2 separate regions of the Rattus norvegicus genome follow, and region 2 is linked to region 1. The links are chromatin contacts, called in public Hi-C maps. All regions are on one chromosome and are shown on one strand. Each heading gives the region's core, a stretch centred on a gene start, on an enhancer-like site or on the middle of the called end of the contact. The rest is flanking DNA. Distances are from core to core; before and after follow the strand shown. Region 1 has its middle 17 kb from the start of Tes. Region 2 overlaps Tes (testin LIM domain protein).

Region 1 (3,059 bases), core at 223-2,722:
GTCACCTTGTCTCAGGTGACTCAACACTGCCACCTGGCTCTTGTTACCTCGGGGCCCAATTAAACCCACTGCATTTAATTCATCTAATTGAGCAGCAGCATCTCTAACCCTAAGGTCTGGCACAAGGAAAAGGGTAAGAACAAAACTCTTAAAATGGGATTTGTGAAGGGCATATCTCCTGGGCCTTCCCATTGTGGAGGATTAGGTTTTACACAGCACATCCACTCTAGCATTGCAATTTCCATGAGCCTTAAAATCCCTTTGTCAACACTAAGCCAAGGATATCAGGCTTCTCCAACTCTGTTTAAGTAGGCCATTGTTGGATAAATGCTTCCGCCAACCATTCAAACAGACTTCTGACACCTTTTTTTGTTTTTAACTGTGCGAGCTTCCATATTAAACCTAGAATCTCCACTCAGAGGGCCCATGTCAATAAACTCAGCCTGATCTAGTTTTATGTCCCTTCCACCATTATTCCACACCCTTAAAATCCATTCCCACCCATATTCCCCAGACTTCTGCTTGAACGAATTAGCAAACTCATTAAGCTCCTTAGTAATGTAGCGCATTTTCTCACAGACTACACTTTCTACCTCCTGTCTAGGGGCGTGTTTTGCCCTGAGTCTGGTTATGGGTCTAGAAGAAACTATTGGTGGGCCTTGAGAAACATCAACATCGTCTTGTCTGGAATTTTCTTCTTCGAAAGTCACTGCTGGTTTATCAGACTCTGAGGGATTAATTTCCTCATGTGAAAGAGGCATTATATTCAAGGGCTGGGGCTGAGGGTACTACTTCCTCCGGTGGAGGACTGGAGAGGCCTTGAGATCCCACCTCGGGCCCCCAGATGGCGCCCTTCACCTTCCTTGCACCACGGCAGCTTCCGAATGAGCCCCTGGTTCGCGCACACGTTAGACTAAGTTATGGTTACTGGTTCTGGTTACTTTGGATCTGGATCTGCTGCTGCTTCTTTTGTAGTAAGAAACCCTCTACTTAAAGATGAGGACGTTCAACTCATTCCTTTAACAGAATGAAGAATGTTTAAGAAATGTGATCTGATGATTGGACTACACTCGAGAACTCTAAATAAAATTGTAAAACTAAACTATAAATGAACTAGCGAGATAAATTAAAAAAAAATAAACAATGACTTCAGAACAAAACCAAATCCAAGATGTTAAAGGCCTTCATTAAGAAGTGACTCACCCAATATTAACACAACATGACTCAGAGACACTGCATCCCAAGGACCCTGGGTGTGCTTTGTAGAGAATTTGTGTTGAAAAGAGAGGGTTTCTAAGAACAGAAAGGGTTTCTGAGATTATTAAATGTGCTGATCCATGAAAGCCTCACACTGGAAACGCAGCGAGGAAAGGATAATCCGGAAGAGGCTTTTGTGATCGTGACTTGGACCCAGTAGAATTATATGCAAACACACAGGAAGTTCACAAGGTTTCAGAAGTAATTATATCGGCAAGGACTGAAAGGGACTGAGTCACTGTGAGACCACAGAGGACTTTGAACCCCTGGCTTCTGAAGTCAGGAAGTAAGGGAATGAGAATTGGCGAACTTTCGATAGACAAAGAATGACTCAGACAGGAGGTAGAAAGATTGCAGGAGCCAGGTGGAATGGATGGCACCCAGGAAATAGTGTCTTCCAGACGCAGCAGGACTGATGCCCATATGAGCTCACAGACACTGTGGCAGCGTGTGCAGGGCCCACACAGGTTAATGCAGACTGGTCTGAGGGCTGAGATGTCAAGCAGACAACAGTTCCCATTCCTAACCAAAAAACTATCTCCAGTGGACAGCTGTCTGCGAAGGAACGATTAGTTTTCTCCACTGCACTACCCCATGCACAATAGTAAATATCCAACCCAAAATGGACACAATCGTTCTTTTTCTTGTATGTTGTGATTTTCTGATGCTGTGCTTAGGGGTTTAGTTTTATGTCTTTTTCTTATCTATTTATTTATTTATTTTATTTGTTTGTTTATTTATTTATTTACTGCCTGCTTTTTGTTTTAGCAAGGTCCTAGAGTTGGGTGGGTGGGTGGGTGGGTGAGAAAGAGGGGAGGAGTTGGGAGGAGTTGGGGGAGGGAAAACCATGAGAACATATTTTTTTTCCAATTAAATCAAAAATGCTCGGAAGGTTGGACCAATATCCTGAAGAACACTATCTAAAATGCAGTAAGAGGTGCTAATTAAGAAGGGGCCTACTGCCTGCTGGGTTTCAGAACTGCTACAGAGCAGCGATTGTTGTACCCACTCTTGCAAGCAGATGTGTGTGTGTGTGTGTGTGTGTGTGTGTGTGTGTGTGTGTGTGTGTGTGTGTGTGTGAAGGACAGATGACTTTCGGTTTTAATTCAGTGCCTATCAGATCAGGAATAATCACATTCAAAGAGCCACAGCTAATTAACCACACCAGAGGAGAACCATCTACGCCCAGACTTGACTTAGATGTCACATATTGGGATTTGAGGTTCGGAAATGTAAGGAACTTAAAACGTAAATGTCACTGTATTTGACATTCAGGAGGAATGGGAGCTTCTGTGTTTACAGTTGAGGTGGTGGAAGGTCACATTTCTCCTATTCCTTCACAGTGCAGTCATCAGACTGAGGCAGGGGACTTTGTCTTCTCCCCTGAAACATGTGCAGATCTCTATGAACATCTCAAACAACAAAACAGGAGAGACGAGGCAATATGGGGAGGAGGAAACAGACCATAAGTATATCATGAAGTCCACTTTGCTTACTCGGGATAATTTCTTTTGAAACCCAGCCAGCAAGATGTGAAGAAACTCTAGCAACCCCTGAGGAACCACCCCTCAGACATCACTTGCCAGTCAAGCCGAGTCCTTGTGCAAGATCTCAATAGAGCCGTCAGCTAGTGCTGCATACAGACAAGACATCCTTTCCCCTTACTGAATGCCTGGAAGCAAAACAGAAGTTGTTGGTTGTTTAAATCTGATGCTTGAAGGGAATTGGTAATAGGAAAGTAGAGAAAAGATTTTGGTCTCCTGTACAACAATGTTTCTCAATGAGAAATGATTCTGCTTCAC
Region 2 (3,224 bases), core at 585-3,084, 56 kb after region 1:
TATATTTATGGTGTGAACCCCTCATTCGTTTTCAAATACTGTCTGTACTTTTATTCAAATCCTTAATTATTTTGAGCATGACTTTAGTTTACTACTCTCTTGAAATTGGTGGGTGTTAACAGTCACCTGTGTCAGTGTCCTAGGCATGACACATCCTAGTGATGTTACCACTTCAGAGCGTTAATGAGTGCGGGAAAACAGTCTTAGAGATTCCTTCTAATTGTTTCGGTGAAATCTACTAAAATTTGACTGGAAACAAGTGCGGTGCTTTGGGATTTGCCATCATAACTTCCTATTTACACCCTGAGGGACATCTACGGACCGCACTCCCACCCTGTCCGTCACCTGCCATTTCTCGGCACACTCAGCATACAGGGCCCCGTCGGCACAGTGTCTCACAAAGATGTCGCTGTCTCTAACCCTCTTCTCCATTCATCCCCGAGCAGGTGTGTCAAGGGTGCCACAATGCCATCGACCCGGAAGTGCAGCGAGTGACGTACAATAACTTCAGCTGGCACGCGTCCACGGAGTGCTTCCTCTGCTCCTGCTGCAGCAAGTGCCTGATCGGGCAGAAGTTCATGCCTGTGGAAGGGATGGTTTTCTGTTCTGTGGAGTGTAAGAAGATGATGTCCTGAGTGAACACCAAGCAGTATTGAGCCATAGCTGTCTACAGTGGCCTGCATTTCATGATAAACTGCAGTTTAAAAAAAAAATAAAAAATAAAAGGAAAAAAAAAAGCTACATAACGAACCGGAAGATTTTGTCCAATATTTTTCTCTTTTTAACCATTATGAATTTTGTCTGTCTTATTTTTAAATGACTGCTTTAAGCGCATGATTTAAAAAAAACAGTAAAGAATTATAGCTTTTATTTCTGCACATTAAATATTTGAGTTGGAAGCTTGAATTTAATCAATCCTTATAACCGCATACTCCTAGTGCTAGATATATTATATATATATATATATATAAAATCACTTAAAATTAGTGTCCTGGGAGAGATGAACATTTTAACTTCCATGCTTGTCCCCCATGGGAAATGTAAAGGAAGTTACAACCGCCTGTCGAGCGGTTTGATGATGGTGACGTCAGCTCAGTGAGGAGTTCCTTGTGGCAGGCAGTGTGGTCCACGTTGGGTGTTCCAGTGCCTAAGCCTTTGCATCCCCCATGGAGGCAGAGGGGCCTCTCCCTCCTGCATCTCTCTCTGGTTACTTTACCTCTCAGTATCCTCTTTTGTCATCTAGCGACCTCCATCTGTGGCCTTGAATATTTTATATGTATGTGGTTAGGACAATATGTGCACTTTGCTCTTAGAGATTTTTTTTTTTTGTTTTTTTGTCCAGAAGATAAAAGTAGGCCATTCATTTAATTTTTTTGAAACCCAAAGAATATATAGGTTTTGTACCCAGGGAATTATAACTCATGCTGATGTCACCTTAATGCCATGCCTTGACTCAGTTGTTTGCATGATTTCCAATGTTACCAGATGGATACTCTCTTGTGCTACCTCTGAGCTTGCTATAGACACAAAGGCTGTCTTCTTTGCCTGTGCACGCGCATCCTTGGGTATTTTTTAATGTTTTCCGTGTATGCTTTCATACATAACTATGCACTATAAATATTAAATGGAATGACTTATATGATATTGAAAATAAAGCCTCTTTCACTTTAATAATGGTCTTCCTATGTCCTTTTTGTTGAGTGGAAAAATCCTTCTGCAGTTAAGTATCGTGTACAGCAGGGGGCGCTGTCTCCAAGAGCAAAAAATTCCCCTGACAAAAGTAAAGGCAGCTGCTGATCCAGCAGACAGATTGGATTTCTCATTGCAGACAAAGAGAGAGTGGTTTCATAAAGATTTAAACCAGGACTTTCTAGTAATTCTTAGGTCATTCAGGAGCCTGTCATTCTTTTAGTTAAACTTTAAACGAGTCAAGTGTTTCATTTCTTTGTTGTTTTGAGAAGAAATTTTTTTTTCTGTTTTTTTTTTCCTTCTTTTTGCGACGGTGTCTCACTAGGTAGCCCAGGCTAGCCTACTTCACACGCTCAGTTCTGCATTAGACTCCCAAGTTTTAAGATTTCAAGTGTGCCCCATTGTGCCTAGCTATAAATAGGATCTTATAAATTTTCCTAGGTGTTTTTTGGGCTGGATTCTAGATTATTAGCGGACTCTGGGGAGTGTGTGTGTGTGTGTGTGTGTGTGTGTGTGTGTGTGTGTGTGTTTCTTCAATCTGAAACTGGGTTGGTTGTTTTCTTTTGAGATAGGGTCCCATGTATCTTAGGATGGCTCAAAACCACTACAAGACAAAATGACCTTGAACTTCTGATCATCTTCAAGTCTTTCTCTAAGTGCTGGGATTGCACCAGTGTACCCTAGATTTATGCTGTCTCTTGGTTGGACTCAGAGTTTTGTGCATGCTGGGCACACATCCTGCATATTGCACCCCCACCAAGTGAATTTTTGTGTCTTAGTAAGTTTAGTTTTTCTGACACATTCTCAGGACGTTTGGTTTGGGTTTTTTTTTGTTTTGTTTTGTTTTTAGTTACTGTTGAGTACTGCGCTGTTGGTGTAAGAAGCACACACACGCACGTGCGCGCGAGCGCGCACACACACACACACACACACACACACACACACACACACACACATGGAGTAAGTACATAAGTACTTACAAGTACAAGCACACTGCGTCCCCTCTGCTTTCTGGTTCCTCCATGGTGAGAAGTACCTTTGTAGTTTGAGCACACAGAGCAGTGTTGACACTATCCTGGTGAGATACACATCACTCTACTCTTTGCCTTGGTTTGCCTTAAATAGTAGCACATACTTTCCAGTCCATTTTGACTATGAAGTTTAATACTTTTCCCCGACATTGGCAAAGTGAGCCTAAAGCGGAATGGACTCTTCACACCACCACAGTCATCCTGGCTGTCCCTATGGCTAAGACAGAATAAGGCTGGCACTAAGCGTCATTCACTAAGAGAACAATTACATGTATCTATCATGGAACAATAAAGGTGGGCGTGGTGTAGATCCACCAGGCCTGGCTCTCCCCTCAGAAGTTCTTTTGTCCTCGTAGTACAAGGTCATGGCCTCCTTGGCTCAAAAGTGCTCAAGATACTTGGACATGTCTGTTGTTAGCTGATGACCTTGTTTGCCTCCGTTGCTGTGATAAACATCAGTACCATAAACAGTTCCAGGAGGGGGACATTTGGCTTATAGATTAG

Evidence for each region. Hi-C and Micro-C count contacts between places; a contact is called where the count stands out from the background.
Region 2: a contact with region 1 is called in a Hi-C map of the A7r5 cell line, with 4 times the contacts expected there. The contact joins two enhancer-like sites. A contact is called at or near these places in 9 of 12 Hi-C or Micro-C datasets (the A7r5 cell line, Schwann cells, frontal cortex and 5 more).

What each region holds. Positions count from the first base shown.
Region 1 is chr4:46,312,264-46,315,322 of GRCr8, forward strand. No RefSeq gene overlaps it. Among named protein-coding and RNA genes, the nearest start is that of Tes, 17 kb to the right of the region's middle. Within about 2 kb of position 1,473, at least 8 of the 93 cell types and tissues checked have an H3K27ac peak or open chromatin away from gene starts, as enhancers often do. A contact at or near this core is called in the A7r5 cell line, where this site is marked.
Region 2 is chr4:46,368,112-46,371,335 of GRCr8, forward strand. Tes (testin LIM domain protein) reads left to right here. Exons shown (of 7, transcript NM_001039344.2): 7 at 447-1,671. The coding sequence ends at 635. Among named protein-coding and RNA genes, the nearest start is that of Tes, 38 kb to the left of the region's middle. Within about 2 kb of position 1,835, at least 4 of the 93 cell types and tissues checked have an H3K27ac peak or open chromatin away from gene starts, as enhancers often do. A contact at or near this core is called in the A7r5 cell line, where this site is marked.